Regions from separate parts of the Mus musculus genome. Here region 1 is linked to region 2. The links are chromatin contacts, called in public Hi-C maps. All regions are on one chromosome and are shown on one strand. Each heading gives the region's core, a stretch centred on a gene start, on an enhancer-like site or on the middle of the called end of the contact. The rest is flanking DNA. Distances are from core to core; before and after follow the strand shown. Region 1 overlaps Tenm4 (teneurin transmembrane protein 4). Region 2 overlaps Tenm4 (teneurin transmembrane protein 4).

Region 1 (6,903 bases), core at 731-3,230, 150 kb after region 2:
TGTAATCCCAGCACCTGGCAGGAAAGGAAGAAATAGGCTTGCTGGGGCTTCCTGTCCAGCCAGTCCGGCTAATCAGTGCAGTTCAGGGAGAGATCCTGTCTTGAATAATAAGGAAAATCCATAGAAGAAGACACCTGATATCATCAGCCTCTGGCCTCCAAACATGCATTATGGACATGGGCAGTCATAGTGTGTGTGTGTGTGTGTGTGTGTGTGTGTGTGTGTGTGTGTGTGTGTGTTTACACAGTAAAAGAGAGATAATGAGGAATCTTGCAGACTATACTTGGAAGGTGCGGGCAGAGTGCTAATCACCGTGTACTGTGTAACCTTCCTTGTGATTGGTGGGCAGAGAGAACCCATATAACACTCCAGCACTTTGAGAGCTTCTGGGTAAGTGCCCTGACCTCCCTAAAAGGGAGCATGAATGGGCTCTGGGAGGATTGCTAGCAGCCATCACAAGGATGAAGTGAAATTTCAAATTACATTAGCTGTTTGCTTAAGGAACAACAGATGAGGCCCTGTGGATTCTTAAATCCTGTTGGCAGTGCAGCAGAAGGAAAGTACAACCATTTGGAACCTTCCCCTGGACCCTATGCAGTCTGGGCTGCAAAGATGACCTTTTAATGACAGCATCCTGCCTCCAAACGGTCAGAGTGTGGCAAATTGTTTGCTAGGGGCCTGGTTTTAATCATTGCTTCAATCAGAAGAAAGGGCTCAGATCCACATCATTCTAGGGTGGGGTGTTCTTCTAGCTAGGTGTCAGGGTGATATTTATCACATTTGAGAGTTTTTGGTTTTGTTTTGTTTGTTTGTTTGTTTGTTTGTTTGAGGACCCACAGTGGCCCATGAACAGAATTTCATCTTCTGAAGGATTCTTGCACTAGACTCAGAGACCTGAAGTCATTGTCAAAAATACACATACCCAAAAGAAAAATAACTCTTAGCTCTGTGTAAAAGAAAGGACAAGTGTCTCAAAGCACATATCTATGAATGCTAAGATCAACCTGAAAGCCACTGCCCTCATTATATGACAGCTGACTAGTTGCAGGGAAAGATATTTGTTGGAGCCACACATAGGTTTTAAATAAAGTAATGTCATCAAAGCAGCTTCCAGAAGTTTGATCAATTAGTTTCTTTCTCATTTAAGAATCTTAACTATCATTTCACCATATTAAAACTATACGATGTATACCTATAATAAATGTGTTCATCGTATCAATATGAAAAAGTAGGCAGAGTATAGAAATTAACTGATGTCACAAGCTTTGTGTTTGTTTATTTTAAATATTAATGTTGTTTGCTTTTGAAATTTTTGTTTGTGTGTATATGTGAGTATCTTTGTGTATGTGCACATGTGTATGCAGGTATGGAGGCTAGAAGACACTGTCAGAGTTGGAGGTATTTGTGAACTGCCAAATTTGGGTGCTGGGATTTGAACTCTGGTCCTCATGGTTAAGCAGTAGGAGATTAAACAGGATACTAGATTCTCACATCATAGGCAGTCCTAGAACTTCCTTCCTGGGCATTGCCAGCTCAGCGGGCTCTTCTCTAGTTCTGGAAGCAAATCCCTCTCTATAAGGCTCTCCTCATAAAATTGAAATCCACTCAGGACAGAGGCTCATAGCTGTTCCACTTTGTCTAAGTTTAATCCTGTGAGCAGCCCACAAATGTACTTGTGTTCCCCAGTTCATAATCAAAATTTAATTAGAAGAACCTTTGCTGGTAAAATAGATGGCAGAGAAGCCTTTGTTTTCAATGTTTGGTGGCTTTTTAAAAAGCACTTTTTTTGTACCCAAATGACAAAGTCTGGGGGTAGTGAACTTTTGACATAAGGAAAATAAATCCTTCAAAAGAAAATCTACGGCCACTTGAGGCTTGGCCTCGCCCCAGCAGGAATTTAGGAACAGTTATAACTGGACCCCCCTTACCAGCTCCCTCATGGGTCCAAATCCTTGGCTTAATGCTTGCATTTCCATAATAAAAGCCACCATCTCTCATTTCATCACTAACTTCCCAGGAACCCTTTAAAGACCCAGGCAGCGCCATTGTAGGAGGATTTCCCTGGGTCCTTCTCTGCCCTCCCTCTTGTCCCCTCTGAACCTGTGGGTTTTTCCAAGGGAGAGATTAAAGCAGTAGCAAGGAGCTGTTTAATTAAACTCTCCCCCTCCCGTCTCCAAAGTTGCTGGAGACTTTTTTTTTTTTTTGACTTCTCCTTGGCAATGCCTAATCACTGTAATTTAGCAGATTCTGTAATTACTCACCACACACGGAAGCAGTTTGATGGCTGTTTCTTTGTCCTGCCTATTCCAACCTCAACTGACAGCTGAGTTCACCCTGTGAATGTCTAAAACAGCCTGGTGGGAGGCAGTGAGGTGCAAATTCGCCAGTGAGCTTTGAAAGAGTCTGGGTTATAAGTAAAAGGGCTAAAGGCATGGACTAGCCCTTTGTGCAGATCCTAGGAGGGTGGTTAGTACTTGCTGAATTTTTGTATCTGTACATTTAGAATAAAAGTCTACTTGCAGGACAGTTGAGAGCAAAGGGGAAGAAACGTGGCCCTGGCTGTGGGGCACCCAGGGCCCACTCCACCATGTTCTTGCCTGAACCTGAGACCTACAGCGAAGGAAGCCCACTCCAGCCTCAGATGCTCAGTCTCCATTGTACACCTGAGCAAAGAGGGACCAGACGGGCTCTGACAATTGCTTGGGGATCCAGTTCTATGTCAAGACCGACTCTTGCTAGGATTCTGTCCTGTGCAGAAGGCCTCTCCTTAGCCCCTACCTAGTTATGACATAATTATAGGCTAGACTTAATACCATTAATTGTGAAGGAAAGGATATTCGAAAAGTTATGCAATATATGCAGTCACACAGCCAGGAAATGGGAAACGTGATCTTTCATACATGGACGTGATTGCAAAGCTACATTTGTAACCTCCACACTTGTGGCTTCTAAAATATAGTTCTTTTCTGGTTTTCTTTCTATTGTACTTTTAAAAACAAATAGGTTGTTTTTGTATAGTATATTCTGATGATGGTTTTCCCTCCCTCAGCTCTTCCCAGATCCTCTGCACTTCACCTATCCAAGGCCACACCCTTTCTTTCTCTTTCTCATTAGAATACAAACGGGCATCTAAAAAATAAGATAAAATAAAAACAAACAAACCAGAATAGGACAAACACAATAAACAAACAGACAACAGAAATGAGACAAAGAAAAAGCACAAGAAACACACCCGGATACTGAAACCCACACATCCATACACAGAGAAAACATGTAAAACTTAAATCAGAAACCATAATATATAAGCAAAAGATATATAAGGGGGGAAGCCTAAATAAAGCATTGTGAGATGAAAATAAATTAATTCCTCCAAAAATACCATTGAGTTTGTTTTGTGTTGGTCATCTATCTCTGGGCATGGCCTGCCCTTGAGTGTGATTTGTATACCTAGGGAGACTCTGCTGGAGAAATAAGTTTTCCTTTCTGGGTGGTTATCAATTGGAAATAGATTCTGGGTTAGGGATGGGTCTTGTGCCTTCTTCTCCTCTCAGCACTGGGACCTTATCTGGCTTAGACCTGTGCAGGCCCTGTGTGTACTGCCACAGTCTCTATGAGTTTAGAAGCTGCAGAATAGTACATTAAGAAAGACCATGGCCCCACGCCTTCTGCTTACAGGGGCAACCTGGAGCAGAGTAGCCATGATGATGGTAGCTTTGGAAAAAGTAGTGACACCCTTCACCCTGCAAGGGGAATCTGTGTATGGATGGAAGGACCAATGGGAGATGGGAGACTGGGATTTGGAGGCTCCCTTATAGAAGACCTGGGGACATTGGAAAAACAGACTTAGAAGAGGCATGTCCTTCTGCCATCAGGAGGTTGGAATGGGAGCCTTACAGTCTCCAGGGGATTGTAGCAGATAGATGGATGGAAAGGGGCAGTGAGTATGGTATTCTTGGCACTCTTTTCTCCTTCCCAACACTGCCCCATCACCTCCTAAACCATGGTCTAACCCAGGTGAAATGTCCCAGCATTTGGGAGGCAGAGGTAGGAAAATCATAAGTTCAAGATCATCTTGAGCTATACAAGTTCAAGGTTAGCCTGGATTACAGGTGACCTTCTCAAAAGAAAGAAATCTATGGCCCTAAAAAATACTACCAGCACTGCCTAGTAAGGAAGCCAAGTCCAGTTGGTAATATCTCCAACTCCAGGGGGTAATAATGACCCTTCAAATGAGAAAGGAATTGCCTTCCCTGTGCCAGGCAAGCTTTTCAGATGAACAGAGACCATATATGGAGCAGCTGACACAGTGATGAGGATCTGAGATAGAAGCACCCCCTGTAGCTCTCCAGTAGCCATCCTTATCACACCTACAAGGAGACTCCTCACAGGCTGTTGGCCCCCTGGATGGATGATAACCACCTAAGCAAATGGTCCACCCTGACTGATGTCAGGACCTACCATGCTCCCCATCCAGAGCTTGCTGAAGGAGCACACTTGTTGCCACTGAGCATCAGAGAAGCCCAGGGCTTCTAAGAAAGACCTACAAGAGACACACTTAAAGCAGGTCTCCAGCTGAAAGCGCTGCCCAGGCTGAGTCCTCATTCCTTACCTTGATATCTGTATAAACTGTGCATCTTCAACTATGCTCTTACTTTTCGCCCGATTTCTGTTCTTTTAAATTGATTATCTTTTATCTCTTACAGTGTATATGAAACAAATGCACTTTGCTTGTTTTATATTTTAAAAAAAAGAGACTCTTGTCCGAGATGGATAGGTGATATCTATGCCTGCTCAGGTGCCATCTTTGTAGTAGAATCTGCACTTTGACATGTCTCCTGGTCTGAAGGACACCATTAGTGAGGGTGACAGAGATCTTGCACACATCATGTACATTTTCAAAGCAAAGAGCCCTTTAACTTAACAGGAGCACATGAGTGCCAGTCATGTACATGTCTGGGACATGAGCAGCCAGCCTCTGCGTGGATGGGACACCCATCCCTCCTCGGTTTGGAGTGAAAGCTCCTATAACAGAAACCCCAGGCTCATTCAGCCTTCTATTCTAACCTCATTCCTTCAGGAGGGCTTTAATTTTGATCTGTTTCAACTTTTCTCCCGTTGCCACGTTTTGCGGATCTTATCATATTCCCCGGTGCCCGCCTGATTGCCTATGGTAGAAGACCGCGGAAGTGGTGGCAGGGAGGCAACCACTTTCCTTACAGATGTTGTTTGTTTTTTTCTAATATAAAGGTAATACATCACCAGTTCTTTCCTTCAAAACTAAATGGGGAATAAATTGCCATTCAATCCGTGTAGACAAAGCAAATAGAGCACTAAAAAAAGGGGGCACGGGACAGCGAGGAAATGGCTTCAACATTAAATCAATCCCCATTCTGGTCGCCGCAATGCACATAAGCAGATAATTCATCAGAAACAAGCTCCGGTCCCACAGCGAAATAATCCACTGTTGTCGAGGGAATTTCAGCATCCTGCTCCCACGTGGACGGCAGGCCAGTTACTCACTAAATATCAGTGCACGGTGAGCAAGGATGACTTTAATGGTAAGAAGTGAACCAAGGCTTCTGGTGACTGTCAGGGCTTTACAAGAAGCATCAAAAACGGACAAAGTTACACAGGCTTTACGCTTTGGTCTTCCAGCCTGTGGAATGACCTCCTGCCAGGCCCCTTAGACCTTCAAACTCACATCATAGATGGGTTCCACGTGATCTCCCAATCACTCGTGTTCACTGCAGGATTAGAAAGTGTTATGTTCATCTGTAAACCGCCACCCTACACCTCTGTTTGTGTGAGTGGTTCTCAACCTTCCTAATACTGCGACATTTTAATACAGGTCCTCATGTTGTGGTAACCCCCAACCATTAAACTATTTTTGTTGCTACTTTATAATACTAATTTTTCTGCTGTTATGAATCATAATTTTAATATCTGTTCTTTCTGGTAGTTTTAGGTGACTCCTGTGAAAAGGCCCTTCAATACCCATGAGGGGGGTCACGACCCACAGGTTAAGAACCACGGGCTCAGCGTGTCTGTGACGTAGCATGACACCTGGTGTTGAAGTGCAAGTTCTCTAACTTAGAACAGCTTTTTCCTTGTGGTTATTTGTAAATGAAAGTGAACTGTACCCAAAACTTTAGAAGTTACATTTCTATCAAAGGCTTCCAATGACAAAGAAAAGCCCTTGACTCAGCCCCCCTCCCTGGGCCTCTTTCCACAGGAGCTGTCAATTTTGGCCCCCATCTTTGTAGTCTGTGCCATCTACCTGTGTAGGTTTCTCAGTTGCCTGCTTCTGTTGCTGTTTCTTCATTTATCAGCTATAAACATTTTTCGTTGATTTTTGTATAAGGGAGGATTCCCACACCACCTGGTCCCTTGCTGTTCTTCTTCCCACAATGCCTCATAATTAGTATAATCAGCTTTGGTTAAATAAACAGTCACTGGTTACGTGATTGTGATTATGTGGTACATGGAATTTTTGGTTCTGGTTTTCATTTTTTTTTCCTTCTAAGCCAAGCAGCAGGCTATTGCTTGTGCGCACCTTCATTTTTCTTTGAGTTACTAATTTCAGTTCTTTCTGAGAAATTCCCATGGCCTCAGTGTGACCAGGACAGGGTGCTTAATGCAAGGGATTGGTGACAGATGAGACTGTGAAAAGAACCAAATCTTAATGGACCTTGAATGTCAGGCAGAGAGGCCTGCACTTAAAGGTGATAAGGTCCCAGGGAAAGGCTTCAGGCAGGGACATGCCTTTCTGGAACATTCCTTTAATAGCTTTGTACAAGTACCATATGGGAACTCTCAAAGTGACAGGAAAGTGTTGTGAGAGCATCTGCAGTGTAACCATGTCTCCAGCACAACTGCTGCCATCTTTAAGAAACACCCACACTG
Region 2 (7,381 bases), core at 1,154-3,653:
TAAATCTAACCAACTCTGCATGGCTGGTAATGTCATAGACCCGAGAGGAAAACAGTACAGACAGTATAGCTTCTAAACTATATTCTAAATGCTTATACCCACAGATAAGTATAGCTCTCAGCCCTTGTCATAGAAGCTTCTTTTTGCCGAAAACATTACAGAAATTCCAAACTGGTCAAAAAGAAAAACTAACTGTGGGGTACCCAGCCCCACTTTATGCATTTACAGTACAACCCCAAACCTAATTCTCAAGAAACATCGCAAAAGTAGAGAAAGAAAAATCACTAAAAACTGAAAGGCCAGGACATCTGATAATGGCAGAGCAGCTGAGCCCATGAAATCCCAAAAATGTGGTTGCTTAAATAAGATCTGCACAACGACACCAGTTTACATGCCAGTGTGAATAGGGGAAATCTCACAAGGCCTGGAAGAAGAGCTATAGGTAACTAATAGCTACTGAGACGAGGAGAATTAGTATTTCCCATAGACTAGGCCAGCCCCCTGGTAGGCGATCCAAACCCAAGTGGTCAGCTTTAAACATGCACATAGCAGTGACTCTAAATGGGCTCAGAAGGATGTATGTATAATATAATAGACATTGGTTTACATTATATAATAATTTTTTAAAAAGGAGTTTGTGAATTTGAGATGGATCTGAGTACACAAGAAGAATTGGAGAAGTAGAGGCTCTCATCTATAAAATTCTCAAAAAATATATTAAATTATAAAAAGAGCTGGAGTCCAGATCTTCCCTAAGCAATGCCTGAAAGTTGCTGAAAGTTAAAGAAAAAGTAGGGGGAAATTCAAGGTCAAAGTTATACAAAGACAGACTGCGTGTAGTAGCTGATGGTAATTCCAGGCCTTTGGGAGCTGGGGAGGTGGCTCAGCTGTTAAGAGCACACACTGGTCTCCCAAAGCACCTGACTTTGATTCTCAACACCTATGTGGGGCAGCTCGCAATTGCCTATAACTGCAGCTCCAGGGGGCTCTGATACCCTCTCTGGCTCCTCAAATACCCTCTCCTGTATCTAGAAATATGCATGCATGGTGAGTGCACACATACACGCACACACACACAAAACTAAAATAAATGATGACGTCATCCTTCCCAAGAGAAGACATGACAAAGGCAAGAAAGACACTGCTACGTTTCTGTCCTCAACACCCATAGACCTTCAGTTCAGACCCTGGACTACGGCAAGGCAGGGAGAATGATGTGAAGAGTGGAACGCACACAGAAGTCCGTAGGGAGGCCTTGCAAAGGACAGAAGAAACAGACTAGGCATGATTCCCACGAAGGAAAATCCAGGAGCCCTCTCTTAAGTTGAGCCCCACCCAAGGGACAGCCCTGGCGATACCTGAAGCAAACCAATGGCTTTGGAAATGGCTGGGCAATGGGGTCACACAAACAGAGGGAGGGAAGGCTCAAGGGGACCTGATGGCAAGATGTCTCTGTGATGTCTGGGGTACCTACTAGCTTTGAGGAAGCAGGTTTGGGCATGGCAGAATAAATGGTTACATTTGTCCCTGTTGAACCATTTACAAGGTCATTTCTACATGTGACATCTTGTTTGAGGTCAGTTAGCAAGGAGCTGAAGGGGCTCTCTATGTTCTTACCTGAAGGATGAGTAAAGCCGACCTTCGTGCTCATTCATTACCATAGGTTTGGGTGCTGGGGTGAAAATTCTGGTTTTTCTAGTTGCTATGCTACATCGATTTCAGAGCGATGATGTCCCGGAATGGTGATAAAGTTGCTGTTGTTTATGACTCTGGGGCCAGGCATGTTGGTCTGGTTTGCACCTGGAAGCCCCTGAGCCTCGACAAGGCACATCACATGCCTACCGTAACAAGAGAATGTGTCTAGGAGAGAGGGGACCAAATGCAAACTAACATGTGCATCTGCTAGTCGAGTGCTCCTTCTGCTCCTCGTCTTTGTGGGATCGGGTGTGCCCCTGTTCCTGGAGGGTGGGAGCCTATTCTGGTGGCCTGCCGCCAGCTCTTCTTCACGATGAGTCTTCCTTAGGCAAATGCTTGGGAGGAGCCATCTCCAGTTAAGGGCCTGCTTTGGAAGGCAAGTTCTCTGACTCATGCTGAGTAAAGTCTGCACACAAGCAGGTGCCTGACTGGGAGCACATTTCTAGGGCTTAATGAGCATCTGGAAGGGAGGAGACAGGAGGGTCCTGGGGGCAGAGCTTGGCGATCTGCTAGGAGGAGGGGGGAAGCCGGAGAAATAAGCCTGCATTGGGAGTGATATGATCACATGGCATCCATGAAAGATGACTATCACTGGCCAGGAGATGGGATGGAGGCAACACAGGAGACCCAGGATGATGCTGTGGAAGGCAGCAGATAATGCTACTTGGGCAGGCCACTGCAAAACAGCAGACAGCCCTGAGGACAGAGGATCATGTGAGTTGAGAACGACGTGTGTACCTGCGATTGCTGAGTCCTCCCTTTCAGCCTTCACCAGTTGTGGGGAGGGCATTTCCCTTCTCAACAACTTCTTATGCTGCCTAAGTAGGAGAGCCTGGCCCATTGTCACAGTTTATAGTTATCTGTATGCTTTGGTGTTATTGTCTTGTGCTCTGTAGACTCCCAATTCCAAGTCAAGTGGTGTTCATTTTTTAAGGCTTCTTGCCTAGTTTCACGTTGGAGTTCTAAAAAGTATGTGTGACTATGACCACCGTGGGAAGTTAGTGGCTAGCCACTGATGTCCAGGTAACTCTAATGGTCACTGTTTGGTACTGTATTGACAGTTTATTGTTTGATCTCCCCTGACTTCTAGTGTAAGATGCTGCTTGTAAATGGTTTTTAGGATTCCTTTGTTCTATTTTGAAGGGTTGAGGGACCTGGTTTTCTTCATTGTTGTTTGTTTGTTTGTTTGTGAGATTAAAAAAAATGAGGAAAATTTTTATTTTCCAAATATATGTTCTGGAAGAAGGAATCTGGGCTTTAATTATCTGTTCAGACCACAGAGAGGAAGCACAGCTGGCTAGGAATGCTTTGGAAAGCCAGAGAGGAAGCCACGGTATAAAGTGCAAGGAATTTTGGGTTGTCTGGGCTTTGAGAAGCAGAGACTTTAAGAACTGATAGAGTCCCTCTGTGGCCTTACAACAGAGGAGGGAGCAGCTCTGCCTGGTAAGCTCTTTGGCCCAGAAGAAAGAAAATGGGCCCCTGGGCACCATGTCTTCACCCTGTCCTCCGTGCCAGCAGTGCAGAACTAGTATCTGCCTCTGGCAAGTCAGCTTGCCTCTGTTTCCCTATCTGTAAACTGGATGGAGATAACAGAGTCCTCTCTTGGGGGTTGCTGGGAGGACTTGGTGTGATGATAAAGATGAAAGCTACTTCTTTAGTTAACATGAATTTAATGAATAGTATAGTAATTGCTATTATGTAATACATTATTGAAATTTTTTAAAAAAATAATAATTAGAACTTTACTATTAAGAACTTGCAAATAAAATTCACTCAGTAAGCTTAGCCAGTCCCAAAGTCTATACACTGAAATCTTACTAATCATATCCAGGGCCAAATTAAGAGTGTGTGTGTGTGTGTGTGTGTGTGTGTGTGTGTGTACTCGCACAAGAACTGGTCTTCCAAGAAAAGGGATTTAAAAGTGTGAGAAAAGAGCAGATTGTTCCCTTAGAGACCAGAATATCCTGGGAAAATGTCTATAAGTTGCTGAAACTATTTTAGAGTTGCCAGAATATTCCAAGGAACAGAAGAAAAGCCAGCCAGTGGCCCAGCTGTGGACTTTACTAGGTTGCAGGTCCATATGTTTGGCTAGGTCTGGTCTTCTGGCATCCCAGCCTCTCTGAGTCGGGGACAGATCCCAAGAATTGGCTTCCCAGACAGCTGCTTGCTATCTGCAAGAGCTGACTATGGGTAAGGCTGAGGGAACGGGGAACTGATGCTTGCCAGGTTTATGTGGACATAAAGAAGACCATTGGTCACTTACAGAGTGACTGTTTGTGCTGACAAACTCCTTCTGGGCTTCTCTGTAACAGTGGACCTGAGACCTCTGTAACAGTGGAACTGAAACTATCACCCCAAAATTTTGTCCTCGCAGCAACCTCCCTCATCTCTCTGCAGGGCCAACAGAGTGTTCTTCACCCTGTCTGTTTCCTTACTGGTTCCAATGGAAGCACGGCCATCGTGATCTTGAACATTTATCAGTTGCTTACCTTCGACCAGTGTGGTGCCAGATGCTTCAGGGGAATAGTCAGTTACCTGGGTTAGGTAGCTAGGCAGAACCGGAAACAGAGCTGGAGAGGTTCTTTATAGAGAGTCACACAGCTGGCAAGTAGCAATGGTGACGTCTACATCCAGGTTCAGGCTTTAGTGTCCACCCTTGCAACCTTACTGAATGTTTCTTATTTCCTGGATGTGAGACCCCCCCCCCGGACAGAACAACAGAGAGGTGACAATCACATGGCCCAGCCATGGGTTAACCCAGGCTAGCCCATTCTTTGAGGCCACCGTGCTGCAGGGAAAGCATAACAGAGTTAGGAGACAATGTAGCTGGGTTGAGCTCTAGGGCTGCTCTGCATTAGCTGTGAGTCATAGATCCCTCTGATCTCCTTCAAATTGGATGACAATATTTACTTTTCCAGGCTACCAAAAGAAACGACGATAACAGGCTGGCCTGGTACGTGCTGGGCAGGTGTCTGGAAATGGCAAGTGGTACCACAGTTGCAGGAAACAGAGAGTTAGGGCTTTGTTAAACCCGGGAAGTCTGATCCCTCACTGCAGGAAGAAACAGGCTGCTAGAGGCAAGCACGTTCCCAACTCTCTTGCAGGCTGCAGGCTGCAGGCTGCAGGCCTGGTGTTGGCCCTGGCAACAGAATCCATTTTATTTTCTAAGTATTTCAGGACCAGATGAGTCAGTGTGCTTTCACCTTCAGTATAGCATATGGGAGAATGCAAAGGAGCCTGCTGGCTATTCTCCATGAGGGTTGTTTGTCTTCCTTGATCAAGAGAGAATGGCCAAATGTGGGCAGCTGTGTGAGGAGCTGAAGACAAGAAGCAGAGGTGTGTGAGCATCCTGGTTGCCTGCTGCTTACCTTGGGATACCACTTGCCCTCTGGAGCCATTGTTCCCACTTTTGAAACGAGGGTCCAAGCTTCTTGGAAGGGTTATTATAGTGGTTGAAGGTTAGCTGTAGGTAGTCCCACAAACCATTAGGACCCTACATCCAAGGTTGTCAGGCCATGCCTCCTCTGCCCCTCCCACACCCGACTTGTCTAGCCAGGTAAAAATGGGTGTGGCCAGATATAGCCCTCCTGCCAGACATAGCTGATGCCAAATCCTCTGGAGAGCAGATGGAATAGATCTGGCCTACTCTCCTGGGTCCAGCCTCAGATCTTTTGACCCCTCTCTGGGTCAGTGCACAACTTGGGGCTGGGGCAGGCACAGATCTGGGACAGCCTGGAGCCATAAGCAGCCTCGTAAATCAGGCCCAGCCTTGGAGACTTCTGCAAGCTCTCTGTGGAGCCTAGGAGCCCCAGCTTCTTAAAGCTGTATCCTCTCACTCCCACTCCAGTCTGGAGTCTAAGGGGTGAACAGAACCTGATTTATAGAGACCTCAGCCCAGCCTGTGAGGGAGGCCCCAGAAAGAATGGGCTTCCCCTATGACCTGCCTCCCAAGTCACAGATAGAGACAGAGGTGCTCTGTAGGGAGAACCACCTCCCTCTGGGCCAAGGTTGAAAACTGAAAACTGTCCCCAACTATCCCCTTCTGGGACTTGGCCTTCTTCACTGGAAAGATCCAATTTGTCCTTTCATAAATGAATGAAAGGGGGAAACACTTCCAAAACGGCCCCTTGCCACAGAGCTGCTGCAGAAGGATCGATCGGGTCTGAGTTTGAGCTCAAACTCCACCATCCCCAGCTTAGACAAGTCTTCTCCCATCCACTCCTGTATCTCAGTCTTCTCCCATCCACTCCTGTATCTCACTGTCTAGTCTCCCACATGGCATAGAGCTGGTGTGAGAGACAACCGGTTAGCAGATGCCAGGCACACTGTACATTGACAAGCAGTTGTGTATACTTGAAAAAGCTTCTCTCCCCGACCCCTGTCTGCTTCTTCAAGTCAAACAGGAGACACCAGGTTTGGACCCTTGTACAGGCCTGTCAGGTGGGGACTCATGAATTACTCTCCGACCACCCCGAACTTCTAGAACACCACTGTCTACACTTAGCCAGTCTCTACATGTGGCTGCTGTGTTCATGAAATGTGACGATACAATTAAAAACCTTAATTGTTATTTTAACAGCAATTAAAATTGAAATCTATTACATGCTGTGGGTGACTACTGTGGTAGACAACCCAGGCCTTAACCACACAGTCTTGAAGACCTGGTTCGGCATTGGTTCTTGGATAAGCTTAATTACCCATCCACGCCTCCAATGTCCTCATCTATAAGGCAAAGAGTGTGTGGAGTCAGCACGGAAATGCCTCACTCCAGTCACAACTGTAGGTTTTCAAGGATTTGTCATGATTTTTGACTCTTGCTGAGTTAAGAGCAAGGGCAGGCTTTAGAGAAGGCAGGAGCCCAGTTTGGGACAACCATCTGATTAGAGATCAGCTCCTATGTGGAAGAGTCATGGGGGTGCAGTTCTAATCCTGCCCCCAGTGTTCAAAGGTACCCTAGTGTGGCTTGAACCCCTCGTGCACTGTGTCTACCACTTCTTATACCATAAGGACTTTCCCTACAGCCACAGTGCTTTCGGGATGACCTTAGCGCCATGTTTTCTGCCATGTCACCTTGCACTCAGTTTACCATGAGATAACATCTGGTTGGAGGCTGAAGCTGTCACCTAGGATAGATGGTGCCTTGGGTGTTGGGGGGGGCACAGAGATGGAGAAAGCAGAAAGGGCAAGTGGAGCTATATCACCATCCTTAAGTCTGCTTTGATGGGCCATCATGGCCACCTGAGCTCACATTTAGGATAAGAAGGAAATATGTGGTATCAGCCATCACCCTTCCAAGTTCCTTCTACCAGTAAGCTTCCGTTCCCAACTGATTGGCCAGAATAAAGTCATGTGGTTACCAATAACCGCAAGGGAGTCTGGGAAAGTGAATAGCTGGCAATCATGAACTAGGCAGGCTTGTTTTATTTGTTGGACAAAATTTGTTTCAGTCTGGGGAAAAGTAGGAAGAGAATGAGTCTTGGATTTGCCAGCAATCACGTCTGCCTTTATAGCCTCTGGTATGATTATTATAATGTTTTCTAAATTACCACATACGTTTCAGATTTGTGATCCTGTTTGAGTTTCTCAAGCTTGTGGACAACAGAGATTGTAGTCCTCATATTGGAGATAGGGAGAATGAGACCGTGTGAGGTAGAGTAACTTACTCTGGAAACAGTGGCTCCTGCAG

Evidence for each region. A called contact is a pair of places that touch in the nucleus more often than the background predicts.
Region 1: a contact with region 2 is called in a Hi-C map of the N1E-115 cell line, with 4 times the contacts expected there. The contact joins two enhancer-like sites. A contact is called at or near these places in 6 of 484 Hi-C or Micro-C datasets (the N1E-115 cell line, cerebellar granule neurons, cerebral cortex and 2 more) and 1 of 115 datasets of contacts at active chromatin or transcription factors (neural progenitor cells).

What each region holds. Positions count from the first base shown.
Region 1 is chr7:96,670,476-96,677,378 of GRCm38.p6, forward strand. The region is part of intron 7 of Tenm4 (teneurin transmembrane protein 4); the gene reads left to right. Among named protein-coding and RNA genes, the nearest start is that of Gm15413, 130 kb to the right of the region's middle. Within about 2 kb of position 1,981, at least 30 of the 459 cell types and tissues checked have an H3K27ac peak or open chromatin away from gene starts, as enhancers often do. A contact at or near this core is called in the N1E-115 cell line, where this site is marked.
Region 2 is chr7:96,520,093-96,527,473 of GRCm38.p6, forward strand. All of the region lies in intron 4 of Tenm4 (teneurin transmembrane protein 4), which reads left to right. Among named protein-coding and RNA genes, the nearest start is that of Gm15412, 180 kb to the left of the region's middle. Within about 2 kb of position 2,404, at least 32 of the 459 cell types and tissues checked have an H3K27ac peak or open chromatin away from gene starts, as enhancers often do. A contact at or near this core is called in the N1E-115 cell line, where this site is marked.